2 separate regions of the Xenopus tropicalis genome follow, and region 2 is linked to region 1. The links are chromatin contacts, called in public Hi-C maps. All regions are on one chromosome and are shown on one strand. The core of a region is the stretch at or near the end of the contact, and the rest is flanking DNA. Distances in the headings are between cores, read along the strand shown.

Region 1 (7,377 bases), core at 1,015-3,514:
CTGCATCAATAGGTGCAGTGGCGTTTAATTCGGACCGGGTGGCATGAAGGTATGAGCAAAAAGCATTTTGACCCAAGTACCTTTTATGAAAGTGGTTCTATGGTTTTTGCCCAGGCCAAGGCAGCCAGGTGCCCTATGTGACCTGACCGACCACCTCCCCTTAATGCTCAGAATGTCTGAATGTCATATATATATATTGATAATAGGTGAGTGCAGAGAACCTCTCTGGGCTCTGATTGGCAGGGTATATTATCTCATATGCACCAGTGTAGATTTGAGTATGGGAGGGTAACTGAGTACAAAAAAAGATTCAATACCCACAGGCAATTATAAATGTATTTGGGCTCTTTTATGCTTTTCCGCTGCACAGGAACATAATTGTTATTTCATGCTGGGCATATCTGTAATTCAGGGAGGGGACAATGATGCTGAAAAGGGAAAATATTTTTCGATCTTTTCCTGGGTTCGGTATTTGATAGTGATTGTTCAAATAAACAGTGGAATACATTATGTGACCTCATAAAACAGGGCAGGGGTGGTAGGTGCGGGGAGTGTGACATGGGGTGTGGGTGTAGAGTGTGAGCTGGGTGAGACTGCTCGCAGGGGAGTACGATGAGTAACCTGAGCCGTGATTCATGCTGATAGCAGGTAACATTAGCAGCCGCTCCTGCCTCCATATGTATCACATAGTGACTGCCACCGCTTATAGCACCCCCTGCGCTGTCACACTGCTCAGTTGGGTAATTGTAAGAAGCACATCATTGCCTTCCCTTTGGAGAAGTGGTACATTTTGTCCTACACCTCTGCCGGCGTGTCAGCAGTATTCATCTCTCGTGGATTTATTCATCACCCAAGTGTAGGTGGATTTCTGTACAACGTAAAACTTACTGCAGTTTTTTCCAAGAAAGAGATCAGCAGCCTCCGACTCCTGAGCTGTCACTATAATTCCCACACAGATGGTTTTTTTGGTGCTACATAAATAAAGGATAATACAGGTATAGCATCTGTTATGCAGAATGCTTGCGACCTTTGATAAGGGCCTGGGGCTGATTAAGGGATCCTTCCATTCTTTGGATCACTATACATTAAGTCTGCTAAAAATCATTTAAATCATTTAATCATTTAAACATTAAATAAACAAGTAGGATTATTTGCTGCCAATATGGATTAATGCAGCTTAGTTTCCATCAAGTGCAAGGTGCTATATTATTATTGCAGGGAAAATTGCTTAAATTGCTGTGTGAGAAGGCTTTTCCATAAGTCACATCTTTCTGGATAATGGGTCTCAGGATAAGAGATCCCATACCTGTAATAATTATGTAAAAGTATTGTGGAATTTCTTGCTCTAAGGTTCATTACTGTAGAGATGTGTTGATCCTGTGTTATTCTCAGTAACGTAACTAAGACCTCCCGGGCCCTGGTGCAGGACATGCAACCGGACCCCCCACTCCTCCTCGGGATACATACTGCCACTAGGTGCAATCACACCCCCTGCTCCCCTGGTAGTTATGCCCCTGATTATTCCTTTTTAATTTGTGCTCACTTTCCCTTCTCCTTTTAGATTGTAAGCTCTGTTGAACAGGGCCCTCTTTACCTCCTGTATATGTAATTTGTAGTGGGTCAGTGCCCTAATCCAGCCCTCTACCCTACACCCCCATGTATGTCAAACCTTTTGCCCCTCGTGTCCACTGTTCCCCACCATTTCAGGTAGGAGAGCGGGGGAGGAGAGATTTCTATAGAGCAGGCAGACCCCCACGGTCCGCCCCCCCTGCCCCCTGCGACCATGGGGGTCTGCCTGCTCTATAATTTGCCTGATTGCTTTATATACCCATCTACTGTGCAGCCCTGTGGGCTATGCTGCCATACATTAGATCCCACCTAGTAGAAGGAAATTTTTTTTTCACATACCTCATTATAATAAAGTGGTGAAGTTGTACAAAGAAGTTTGTGTAGCCACTGACCAGGCAGGGGCCATAAAAAATTCCTTTGAGGGCCACATTAGGCATCCAAGCTTTCTGCTGGACAACCCTGCACTGGGGAGATGTTTCTCACCTATGTGCAAATCCCTCAGTGATGGGGTTTGAGATGAAATTACACATGAAACTTTGCTGTATATCGGCCACAGGCTAAACTCACAGGCCACAGGCTAAACTCACAACTAGGAGCCAAAAGGCCTTTAGACAGGAACGCTCTGCTGCTTCTCTCTAGTAAGTAGGTGACAATTAGAGGAATGTGGCTCTCCAGATGCTCTAATCACTATTGATGTGGCAATCCTGGACCTTTGTTGGAGGGATTGTGAGGGGTAAAAAGGGAAAGGTCATATAGTGGCGTCTGTATTGTATGGGCTATTTAACTCCTTTCTCCCAGAATGCCATGTGCTCAATGAGGGGGGCAACCACAGTACTTCAAAGCTTAAAATCTTAACTATACTTAGCAAGCCATGAAAAAGCTTGGTAATCATTACATAGGCACCTAATAACAGTGTTGCCAGTTAGGGTCTTGTGAAACATGGATGTCTGACCTGCAGTCCAGGCTTTGACTGGGATTCGAAACAGGCCCTGGTATTCCAAGCACACAGAGGCCCAAACAGCCCCCCCACAGGCCCAATAAATAGTGACTGTCTATGGCATCTTACAGCAGCCCCTCTGGCATTTGCCAGAACCCACAGATTGCCAGTTTGGGCCTGCTGCAGCCCTGACCACAGCCATATGCCTGGGGAGATGGGAATTGTAGTTCAGCTACAGCTAATGGACCACAGATTAGATATGCCTGATCTAATCCCATTCTTTTAGGTACTTAACACTGAGTTCTGATTTTTCACTGAATGGAATGCATATTTTAAATAAATATTTGGTATAAATTGATAAAGGGGTCTTTTTAAAAGTTTGTATTGGTTGCCCGCGAGGTTCCACCCTTGGCTCATACAATTCCTCCCTATTTGGACTTTTCCTTTGAGACAGAAGAAAGAACCTCTATTCAATGTGCGTGCACACACAGTGCCGGCTTTCTTAATTACCTAAAGGTAGGTGCTCTGCATTTCCATCACACCCATGTAAGATGTGGGATGCTTGGGTATTTTAAAGAAACAGGCGGGGTTAAAAAAAATATTTTGTAAGATATGCAAAATGCAGTAATAGAACAGATTACTCTGTAGATTTCCCAGCCGGCTGTCCTTATATTGTTGTATTTATCCCATTATTTATTTATCCAGTCTCTCATACCTGGCTTAAATCATGCGGCCATTACCTATTTTTACATTTGCCAAGACACAGAGAAATAATGTTTATTCAGTGACTTTTCATTTTCTTTCTTGAACAAATGTTTGTCAGGACTTTGGATTTTAGGTGTTCCCCTCAGCAGGTCATCTGGCTTTCTAATATAATCAGTGGGTCATTTATTAATTATTAGGGGTTATTCTGAGCACTTTATTCATCTGCACATTTGCCTCCATTCACATTCTCAGGATTAGCCAGTGTTGCAACTACTGGAGGTGGCACTGCACCAGCTCCTGCACCACCACAGGGCTCTTTTGCAGACACAGGCAATTTGGAAGGTAGGTGGGGGGGCAGTTTGGAGTGTTGGGGTGGAGGGTGCAAACTCTACACCTGAACCCACATTTAAAGATTAAAATTGATTTGCAATAAAACAGCACACCACAATTTTAGCATATTATATACATGATTTTACTGATTCTTGATACCTGTGCTAAATTGACAAACCATTGCCAAAGGGACAAACCATTCAAATCCCTTGTTCCATCTGCCATTCTATTTAATCCTTAGAAACAGCCCACTACATGCCTAGAATTCTAACTGTATGTCACATGGTATATAGCTGCATCAGTAAGGCACAACCCAACTAGAGGAAATTAGGGTAATCTAATCTCAAAATAATGCTTTTATGGACTGTTTTTAGCTGCAACATTGTGCAATAAAGATGATTATTGGATTAAAAGTGGGTATCTAACCCATGGCCTTCCAACTGTTTGTGAACTGCAATGCCAACAACCCAAAACATGCCATGGCAGGCTGGGATTTGTCATCTAAGGAGAAACACTTTATAGTCTGGGCTCTTTGTGGTACAGTTGTAAGACTTTAACTATTTACTGCATTTTTGGGGGTAAAAACACAAAAAATGCGTTGACCCCCCCCTAAAACAATATATTTTTGGAAATATGACTATGAAGATTTTCATTCATCCAGGTCATGGTGTATCTAGTATAAATAAATCTAAAGCAACTGGACTTGTTAAGTAATCATTGAAGACGTTTCACTACTCATCCGAGCAGCTTCTTCAGTTCAACTGACTGGTATGGGAAGTCCTCAGCATATATACTCTTCTCTCCTAATCCAACCACATTTTTGGAAAGTGCACATTCTGGTGAAATCAAAATGAAAACCCTTGAAAATTGCAACAAACATTCCGCTTTGAAGCACCTTATCTCCCACATAACATTAGGTACCAAGAAAAAACTTCCTAAATATGAAAGCCAAAGGTCCACTGAACAGTTTGATGCCAATGTGCATAGGATCACCGACGTATCTGTTAATTAGAGACCCCAAAAAGAAGCTAAAGCATACAAATTGCCCCGGAGATCTCTTTAAATACTGAAAATTCAACATATTTACTGATTTTTTTGTGGGGTAAATACACAAAAAAATATATTGACCCCATAAAACCATATACTGTATTTTTGGAAAGTACACATTCAGTTGAATTCAAAATTAAGTACCAAGAAAAACCATCCTAAATATGAAAGCCAATGAAAGTTTGATGCCCATTGTGTACAGGATTACCAAAGTATCTGGCATTTAGAGACCCCAAAAGGAAGTTAGTGCATACAAATTGCCCCGGAGATCTCTTTAGCTACTGAAAAGTCAATACATTTACTGCATTTTTGTGGGGGGAAAAACACAAAAAAATGCTTTGAGCCCCCCAAAACCATATATTTTTGGAAAGTACACATTGTGGTGAATGTTGCTCCTAAAGGCATCACAGCAGGTGCTTATTTTTGAATTCCTGGCTTGGGACAAGTTTTAGTTGCATAAAACCACATGTACCACCAAACAGAGACTTCTGTATACTGCCAGTCCCATGGGGCTACCAAATAACCAAACACAGTATTGTACTACAGAGACCTTATCCGCACACCCTAGTACTCCAAAATTATATGCCCGGTGCACACTGCTGGAGGGATCGGCACCCTCCAAAACCAGTACAACCACAAAAAAAGCAAATGGCACTCAGGGCTATAAACAAGGGAAAAACCCTTAGAATTTTATTGCGGAGGTGCAACGTTTCGGGGCGACGTGATAAAGGGGTCACGTCGCCCCGAAACGTTGCACCTCCGCAATAAAATTCTAAGGGTTTTTCCCTTGTTTATAGCCCTGAGTGCCATTTGCTTTTTTTGTGGCTACCAAATAACCAATCACAGCCTTTATTAGTCACCCCCTAGGATTTATTTTGCTTGTGTTGCTCCCCATCTTTTTACATATTTAAATGTGACTTAGGGGTAAAAAGGATGGGGGCCCCTGCTTTAGGGTGGTAACAATGCAGTGTGGGCAGCTTAAGGCCTTATGTTATGTTACCCTGTGAAAAAGAATTAGGCCGAGTACAAAATCCAGATGTGGAACATTATTACCCATGACAGTCACTTGTACATCATTGCCCTCTTTTGTACATATTTGATCCCTCAGTAGAAACAACTCATTTAGGAACCCTTTTTCTTAAGATCTTCTCATGGGTAACTGTTCAAACAAAGAAAACAAAGTTTCAGACAGATCACTTCATCCTTTGTAAAGACCTTCTGAAAGCCTCAGTGAATTCCCCAGGTGAAAACCTTGCTCTCTGGCCTGGATACACTTGACATTGTTCAGAGCCAGTTTGAAGGACAGTGCAAGACAAAGCAACGCAATGTGATCTGCTTGATCTTTCTGTATTGGCTCCAGCTGAAGAGGATTGGAAGAGTCTAGAGTAAAGGTGAGAGGTTAAAGGTGACCAATAATTGGATACTAAAAAAGCTACACATCTGCTTAGGCTCTTTGAGTATATTGTATTATATACTTTATTATGTCCTTCCAGAGTCTGAAAGGATTGGTTTACTTGACCATTACTTGCTGGTTGGTATCACATGGACAAAGACCCTTGTCCATCAGGTTACTGAGATAGTGAAGGGTTTCCATCTCCATATTTCTTTTAAATGTATATACAAGGTGTTAGCGCAGATAAAATCTATATGGTACATGACTTATTAGCATTCAGTTCATGCTACAGTGGTGGCATGCAACTGACCATGATTCTGGTTGCTACATAAAACCAGGCACATTAAATCCTCTAGCCCAGTGCTGTCCAACATCAGTGGTACCGAGGGCCAGAATTTTTCTGTCCTACATAGTGAAGGGCCAATAATGGAAGCCAGTTTTGACAACTCCCTTTTTTAAACTGCACCCACTTCAAGCCACACCCATGTTATCACAAAAACTTTTCAGACCATACACACGTTAATGGTAGTAGTGCAGCAAAAACCCAAATGTTTGGTGCACACAGAGTATGGCACACACAGGCAGCATAGGACAGGCAGAGTACTGCCTGTGTGCCATACTCTGCCTGCCCTACCCTGCCTGTGTGTGTCATACTGTCCCTGTCCTACCCTGCCTATGTGTGCCATACTATGCCCTACCCTGCCTGTGTGTGCCATAGTCTGCCTGCCCTACCCTGCCTGTGTGTGCCACACTATGCCTGCCCTATGCTGCCTGTGTGTGCCATACTCTGCCTGCCCTCTGCTGCCTGTGTGTGCCATACTCTGCCTGCCCTACCCTGCCTGTGTGTACCATACTCTGTCTGCCCTATGCTGCCTGTGTGTGCCATACTCTGTCTTTCCCACCCTGCCAGTGTGTGCTATACTCTTCCTGTCCTACACTGCCTATGTGTGTCATACTCTGTCTTTCCCACCCTGCCTGTGTGTGCCTTACTCGTCCTGTCCTACACTGCCTATATGTGCCATACTCTGCTTGCCCTATGCTGCCTGGGTGTGCCATACTCTTCCTGCCCTACACTGCCTGTGTGCCATACTATGCCTGTCCTATGCTGCCTGAGTGTGTTATACACACAGGCAGCATAGGGCAGGCAGTACATACAGTAACACAATGCTGGCACTGTTCCTACAGTTTGTCTGAGGTATGAACAGGGGAACAATGTGGGGGTTTACAGTCTGACCCTGAGTTGTGAACAATGCAAGGGGTGAACAATGCAAAGACTAAAAGGTGTGAACAGTACAGGGGATTATATGTTTAAACAATACAGGGTCTTACAGACTGAATCTGAGGTGTGAGCAATGCAGGGGGCCAGTGAATCTCGGTACTGATACCATTTAAAGCT
Region 2 (7,831 bases), core at 2,756-5,255, 79 kb after region 1:
GGAACTGCTTCATTATTACTTCAGTGGGGGCATCTCCTCTGGGCATCGTCATGCTCAAGCCATGTAACTTTCACCCAGTCTGCTGCAGAGCTACAACCCCTAGCATGACCCTAGCTGTGGAGCCCAAAGCTGCTTCTTCCCATGGGGTTCACGATGCAATACACTATAACTCAGCATCTGTGTTAGCATGAGCTAAGCCATCAGAGGCTGACAATAAATGTTGTATTTTACCGACCCAAATGATGTCACCAGTGCATTGAGCACAAATTTGGAGCCCAGCACAGATGCGCAGAAACAGAAAAACACAGGCAATTCTCCCCAGTGGGCTCCACTCTGCCCCCCACAGGACACATGCACAGGACCATAACAAAGGGAACTTTCTGTAAGTACAGTAAATGCGGAGTGCCAGTGGCAGTTCGCTCAAACAGGGAGGGGGTGGGTGGAACACAAAGCATTCAGTATTTATCATCTCTCCTCTTACTTGTATTAATAATCCCATGCAGAGGGAGGAATGTGAGATATTTCCCCCACCGACAGCATACAGTGCCACAGCGCATTTCGCTCACAGCTGTGAAGCCATGAGTCATGCTTTTCCCTAAAGGTTACAATGAACTGGACCAGTCTCTGTCTCACTGTACTGTAAGGGCAGCGGCACAATACACTGAAATTCTGAGGTTATACACAAAGAGAGGCTTAATGCTTAAGTTACCAAAATGACATCTGTTCCAAATCAGGAAATAAAAACTATCAGCTTAAAGTTAATGTACCCTCATGTATCTTTCATTTATTTTCCCTTTAAATAAGACTGAACAGCTCATGTCACTTAACCTGGGGAACTTATAAAAAATGCATCCCAAGGAGGACACTGAATATACAGAAATACTGAAGCTTAAATAAGGATTTAGTTATAAGGACAGTACTTCCCTTCTCTGTGTTAGAAAAGCTGCCATACACAACTGCATGTTCAAGGGGAAATATACAAAGGGGGTACATCTGATACATAAACCCCATCCCCATCCAGCTTTTGTTAATAACTGTGAAATAGCCTGTGCTTACCTATAACCCAGAATATCTGTGGGTATTTCTGGGAGTAGTGGCCAGTGACATCATACAGAACAAGGGAGTGACATCATACAGAACAAGGTATGGAACAGTCACCCTTCTAACATGTGACCGAGAAGTATCTATAAAGCTCCTGGCGTTTTAAATTCCATAAATGATTTCCCAAATGCATTTGTTCCACATACTAATAATGTCTCGCACCCCACCCCCACTGACCTACTAAGCGGAGCGCCACTGCATGCTAAATGGGTTACACAAAATGTACAAGCATGCAGGGGAATGGATAGTGTATGCGCTGCCTTGGAATTTCTATTGAGAAATGGTCCAAGTCCCGTCAGGCATAAAACGTCCTATTTTTACTCTGTGTGCAGACGGAGCACTTTGGCTATGTGTCATTGTGTTTATATTTGCAGAGGAAACACACACCATGTCAGTGGAACAAAGCACCCTTTGGGCAGATGCCTAAAGGGTAAACCACAGAAACCCAGAGTTGAGCATTTGGAACTATTATTCTGTCAGTGTCGTGCCGGCAGCGACTGAGCCTCCCAGGGCAGCTAACAAAACCCAGGCAGCTGTACAGACACAAGCCTTTTATGAGGAGGATATTCTGCATTACTTACAAAAAAGTGAAAAAGACATGGTTGGTTTTGGGGTGGGGCAGAGAGGGCATTTGTCTTTGGCCCCTTGTATCACATGAGGGGCCCTGGGGGGGTAGGTTGTATATTAAGGCATAACTTTAAAGGACCATGTACAAGCAACCCTTTTGTAACTGCAGCCAGTTTCCCTTTCTCCATTCAAATTCAGGGAAAGCAATTGTTACTTCCGTCCTGTATATACACAGTAGGTTGTCCCTAATCAGTACCAAAGGCGGTACTGTAGGAAAGTCCGGCTTAAGGTGCTAAGGGTGACTTTAGTTGTGAAAGGAACAAAGGCAGCCATTATTTATATAAAAATTAGTAGAAAAAAATAGCATTTGTCGAACTGCAAGTTCCAGATGCCAGGAATTGCATTTAAAAGCCCTGTCCTGTACCTGCTCTTGGCACTCTTTCTACACATGGGAGGGCTATATAAAGCACCCCCTAAAAACAGCTTTGTACAGTGCACACAGAGCATGCAACATTATTGTGATGCTTCACTCCAGACAGTAAAGGCAACACTGCCTTCTATGTAGAACCACTTGGGGAGCTGTTGCTAAGATGTGTAGAAACAAGGTGGTCATCACACAGTCTCACAAAAACTAATGCCTTCTAGGAACATGGACTATAAGTAAAAGCCTTCCCCTTAAAAATAATCACTCTACAAGTGTCAACATCAACCTATTCTGAGTTAAAATACTTCATTATGATTGGGCGTTGAAGAATGCAGCACCACAAAGGCAGAACAGTTGCCTGACTGTAGCTGTGGTTATACCGGAAACACAGTCCATGAGTCCCTGAAAGCAATACTAATCCCTTCTCCACCCAAGCAAGCAACAGTGCAAGAAACAGCCCCTGGCTAACACATGGTTAAATACAGCGCTGGCCATTTAAATGCCTTTTTTGCAATATGAATGTGTGTGTTTGTGTGCGATACCCTGTTAGCGACTACAAACACACTTGGCGTCTGACAGTAGGTCTGTGCCTGGGGAATCCGTCTGGCAGCGCAGATGAGCATTTTGGCACAGGAACTGCTGAGAGCTGAGCACTGTAAATCCTCCTCACTGTAACAGGCAGCAGGGAACCGAACAAAGGATTAAGTAGCAGGGAAGAGGGAGACCCTTGTCCATACTGCCATCCTCAGCCTCCCTTACATCTAGTAACTAACAGTAATGCCCTCAATGCCGGGCTTGCCCTTTGCTTCCAAACCAATTCACTTTCCCACTTTTTTGTTTGCTGACAACCAACAACAATGTAGCACAATGTAACACAATGCAACCCCTGCCAAGCCATTCACTGCTCTTCCTAATAGGTGACATTCGTGTAACCTGCCTACAGCCTGAACCAGTAGAACTGCTTTGTGCTTGTGCGATACCCTGCTCCAGGGCAGAGGCAGGCAGTGGATCAATTGACAGGGAGCAGGGACCTACAGCTGCCTGGGTTCCTGCTGAAATATGGCTGCCTGGGGGTTATGAGAGTTGTAGTGCAACAGAAGCTGTGAAAATTCCCTCATATAAAGAATGACAAGTGCAATGTAGTGCCAGCGCCTAATGTAACATAATAAATATTGATACACAGTCAATAAATTACCCCATCAAAAAAAAATCATAAATCTGCCTAGAGCATATGAAATAATTATTAGCATTAGGAATAAATATAATGTATTAGCACATATAGGAATGAGTGCAATATTCTCTGCTCAGTAGTTTGTCACTAAAAGAGAAATTAGAAAACAAACACATAAATAATGGGGTGGGGGGGAAGGGGGTACAGGAATGTATTAAGGAAAAGAGTTGCACTTGGGGAGATGTCAGTGCATAGAGGAGAAGCACAAAGCCAGTAGGGAGATGGCAGTAGGGACCTGGCAGTAGGGAGATGGCAGTAGGGAGATGGCAGTAGGGATGGAGGGTTAAAGCGAGGGTAATGGCAGCCCTTACCTGAGGAACTCCTGCAGGCAGGTGTCACAGAAGCGATGGCCGCACGTAGATACCTGCACAGGTTCCCGCATGGCTTTGCCACACAGGGGGCACAGAAACTTGCGCCGTAGCTTCTCCAGGAATTTGTAATCGTACCCCGGCATCCTGCCCGGGCTCCCCACTTCCTACTCCCGCCGGGGATCACCGAGTAGAGAAAGGGGGGAGGTTGCCGGCTCTCGGCCGCTAATCCAAGGTGGCTCTTTCTGCTCTGCCTGTAAGAAGGAGAGGGTAAGGGGAGCTCCTGTGTGCCCGGGGAGCCTGACTGATAAATCCAGCTGGGACACGGCTCCGCTACGCTCCTTCCCCGGTCTCAGGACCCAAGTGCCAGTTTAGCTGTCTGTGCAGGGACTCGATCTGTCTGCTCCTCCTGCTCGATCAGCTGCTCAAGGTACATCCAGCCGGGCCCCTCCCACGCCCGCTCAGGGAGGAGTCCATAGGCCCCACCCCCCGCCATGTGCTGATGGTTTATCTCTCAATGGGAAAGCCTCACTGCCCAATGGGAATGCTCCGAGGAGCCGCTGTCCTGCTCTCACAGTCAGGGGACAGGGAAGGGATAGCAGGTATATCAGGGTGGCATGGCGGTACCAATTGATATAGATGGTGTCCTGTCTATTGCCAGTCATTCCCAGTGCCCACGTCCCTGCTACTTATCCCTTAGGTTCCCTGCTGCCTGTTTGAGCGGTGCTTGTGCCCAAACGCTCCGCTGAGCTGCCATACGGATTCCCAACACTGAGTGTGTGCTGGGGAGTCACTAACAGGGTTTCTCATACAAACACGCACATTCGTATTGATAATAGCCCGTAACATTGTCAGCTTCTGTGGTTCTCTGACCATAGGACCATGTGTTTGCCAGGGCTGTGCCATGTACTGTTGCATGGATTGGTGGAAAAGGATGGCAGTGTGAAACCTCAATCTAACATCCTATGATTTTACCTTTTCCTCATTTTACAGTTTTTTGTGTGGCCCCACCAATATATAATATATTATCAGTGTCAGACCAGAAAACCTTACACTGTGACACTTGTCTCCAAACAATTTTTCCTTCTCCACTCACATTATTTATTCTCTTAATCACTTCCCCATACATATTGTTATTTATTCTTCCTTCTATCTATTTTCTTTGTTCTCAAATAGAAATTAGGAATGGCTGTGGTAAAGGCATACAAGGAAAATGGCTGTGTGAGCAGGAGGGCCCACTGACACCTGGGCCCACCGGGAGTTTCCCTGGTATCCTGGTGGGCCAGCCTGGCACTGAGTATTATACATTTTCCCAGTTTTACATTTTTTCTGTTCCCCCAAAAGCATAAAATATGATAATGAGTGTTTTGCACCAATGGCTTCAAACAACCCTGGTCTGGGATCCAAAATAAGCCCTGGCATTCCAGGTACACAGAGGCCTAAACAGCCCCCCACCCAGGGCTGGAACTAGAGGTAGCAGAGGGGCCATGTGCCTAGGGCGCTGGAGGGGGGGGGGTGGTGCTAGGCACATCCCTTTTTTCTACCAACCCCCACTCCAGGCCCTCCCTGCTTCCCAATAATGGCTCCCCAACAATCCCTTTCCATCTCCCCCATTGTCATCATCAGGTATGTGCGCTTGGAGAGGCAAGGCGGGGTGAAGCAAGGTGGCCTGCTGGGTTGCCCAGGGCTCTTACCAGCCCAATAAACAGTGACTGTATATGGCATCTTACAGCAGCCCCACTGGCATTTGCCAGAATTCACAGATTGCTGGTCTGGGCCTGGCTACAAGTCACCCAGCTTTTCTTTGTTCTGTACTCTTTTTACTTTACTCTGTTTTCACCATAAGGCCTCATCTGAGGCAATCAGAAGGACGGCTCCTACATCACAATGTGTGCACAAGAGCTGACTGACCTGGACCCTGCATGTAGATGTGCCCTTTACAGCAGCAGTTGTGGGCAGAGCAGGTACAGTAGGGCAACATGGCAACAAACATTTTATATTATTGCTGCACTGCAGCCCAAACTGTCACTGCTTCGTTGTTGTGATAAAAAACAACTCCCAGCACCCACCTACATCAGAAGGCTGTAGGGGGTCTGTTGGAACGTGTAGTTTAGCAACAGCTGAAATACTTGAAGTTGAACAGCCCTGCTTTATATAAATAGTTAACTACCATGGGAGCACTTACCGGTCAGCTCTGTTTGTGCTCAAACGTATTGCTGATACCCAGACAGCATGGATCCATCAAAAAACAAAATATACGGAGCAACTTCAACATCGCTGCATAAAATCACTGTTTATTGTATTCACTTAAAAACACATTGTGCGAGTGTCCAAAATAGGGGTTATACGCTTGAAGTTGAAGTTGCTCCGTATATAATAGTTGCCTTGGAGAGTCTCTTTGCCTTGTGCCCACAAGAACTAAAGACAACCCTAGCACCATAAGCTGGACTTTTCTCCTGTACTGTCTTTAAAACTGATTAAGGAAATTCAACTGTGCACAGACATCCGATAAATAACATAAATAAAACAAACTGCTTTCCCCGCATTTGCAAAAAAAAGGAATATTATTTGCAGTTACAAAGGTGAAATTAAAGGTGGATTTTCAGTAAGGATAGGGGAGGCTAATCCTCCACAAACCTGCTTGGCACCATAAAACAAAAATGGAGCCCTCATGAGACTGCATAGCTGGGAAACAAACCAATGTGTTTCAGTGCCAGTGTTATAGTGCAAGGGCCTGAATATCTGCCTTCAGTACCTACTGCATCTCACTGCATATATTGTGCTGGTTTTGTAAATACAGACTGCATTTCCTTGTACTGTATATCATGTGCATGGGATATCAGTACCCACTGCCTTTGTCTCTATAAAACTAACTAAAACACATTTGAGCTAACTTATCACAAACACAAATGGATGGAGAACCCCTCACAGAAGTGCATGTATGAATACTTCTACATCCTAAACATTTTAGGTTAAAAAAAACATTTCCATTCGTACTTGCACAGTATCCCTGGAAGTCAGTGGAAACCACAAGAGGAGCTTCATTTTTTACGCCAGCAGTGAATCCACTCACATTAGCTTTAGTCTATGTTTAGCTCATCTTTAGCCTCCCCAAACAAAAAAGTCACCCTCCGCCTATGAAATAGATGTAAGAAAATACCTTGAAATGCATGTAACTTATCACTTTAAGGTTCTTTCTGAATATTTACCCTTTCCCCTCAAGTGAAAACAAGGGAAAACATGTAAATCATTTTTACATATGAACTCATATAACAAGAGTCAGTAGATTATTTTCTATGCATTGTCACATGTATACACATGCTGGAGCTTCCCAGCTGATTAACCTGAGCAGCAAGTTCTATATAGAGAGTGAGCACATCAGCACCCCTAGTGGCCATATTGTCACATTGCTGTTGTGCTCTATGGAAATACCTGCTACACCTATGTATCTGTTGTGCTTCTGTATTTATAGTTATATAATCTGTAATTACTGCACAGCTCTGCCAAGTATGGGGCACTTAAGAAGTGCTAAAATACAGTAGGACTAAAGCCTTTGAAAAGGGAATCATGAGTGTAAATGCAGATACAGCAGCCCACAGGGCAGGCTGAGATTGGATATAGCAGCATATGTCCAGCAAGCAATAACAGAAAATAAACCTACAGTAAGTTATTGGGAGATTAGATCTATTCCAATAACTCACAACTTTCTATAGGAGTGAACAGAATCAATAAAATATTTAGAATTCCACTACAGGTATATCCAGTCCATTCTAGGAAATAAATACAGTATCTATGCACACAACCTCCCAGACATTGGATTTCATAGTTATCACTGTTCTTACTAGCCACTTGCTTGCTGATGGCTGTGCTGGTAGCTTTCTGGTATCAGATATCCCAGAAGTTTCGTTCTCACCTTCAGAGGCCAATTTCCTATTTCTGTTTTGCAAACATTCTACTAATTCATATAAAAATATTTATATGCATACATATTTATCATATACATGCATTGAAAAAGTCGCTAGACTTCATTCTGGAGAACCAAAGCGTGACCTTCTCTTATCTCATTTATTTGATGCCCTTAGGGTAATGGCACATGTAGGCAGAAAAAACACAACCATTAAAAAGTTCATTCTTGACACACTCCATATGAACCGATGCCCAACCTGGCCCACAAGCAAGACCCCAGTCCTGTGAGGATGT

The links. A called contact is a pair of places that touch in the nucleus more often than the background predicts.
Region 2: a contact with region 1 is called in a Hi-C map of neurula embryo, with 1.8 times the contacts expected there. The contact joins the promoter of traf4 here to the enhancer-like site in region 1. A contact is called at or near these places in 4 of 5 Hi-C or Micro-C datasets (brain, gastrula embryo, neurula embryo and 1 more).

Annotation. Positions count from the first base shown.
Region 1 is chr2:34,146,292-34,153,668 of UCB_Xtro_10.0, forward strand. No RefSeq gene overlaps it. Among named protein-coding and RNA genes, the nearest start is that of fam222b, 52 kb to the left of the region's middle. Within about 2 kb of position 2,265, at least 1 of the 11 cell types and tissues checked has an H3K27ac peak or open chromatin away from gene starts, as enhancers often do. A contact at or near this core is called in neurula embryo, where this site is marked.
Region 2 is chr2:34,223,552-34,231,382 of UCB_Xtro_10.0, forward strand. It overlaps traf4 (TNF receptor associated factor 4), which reads right to left and starts at 4,006. Exons shown (of 7, transcript NM_001005074.1): 1 at 3,635-4,006. The coding sequence starts at 3,777.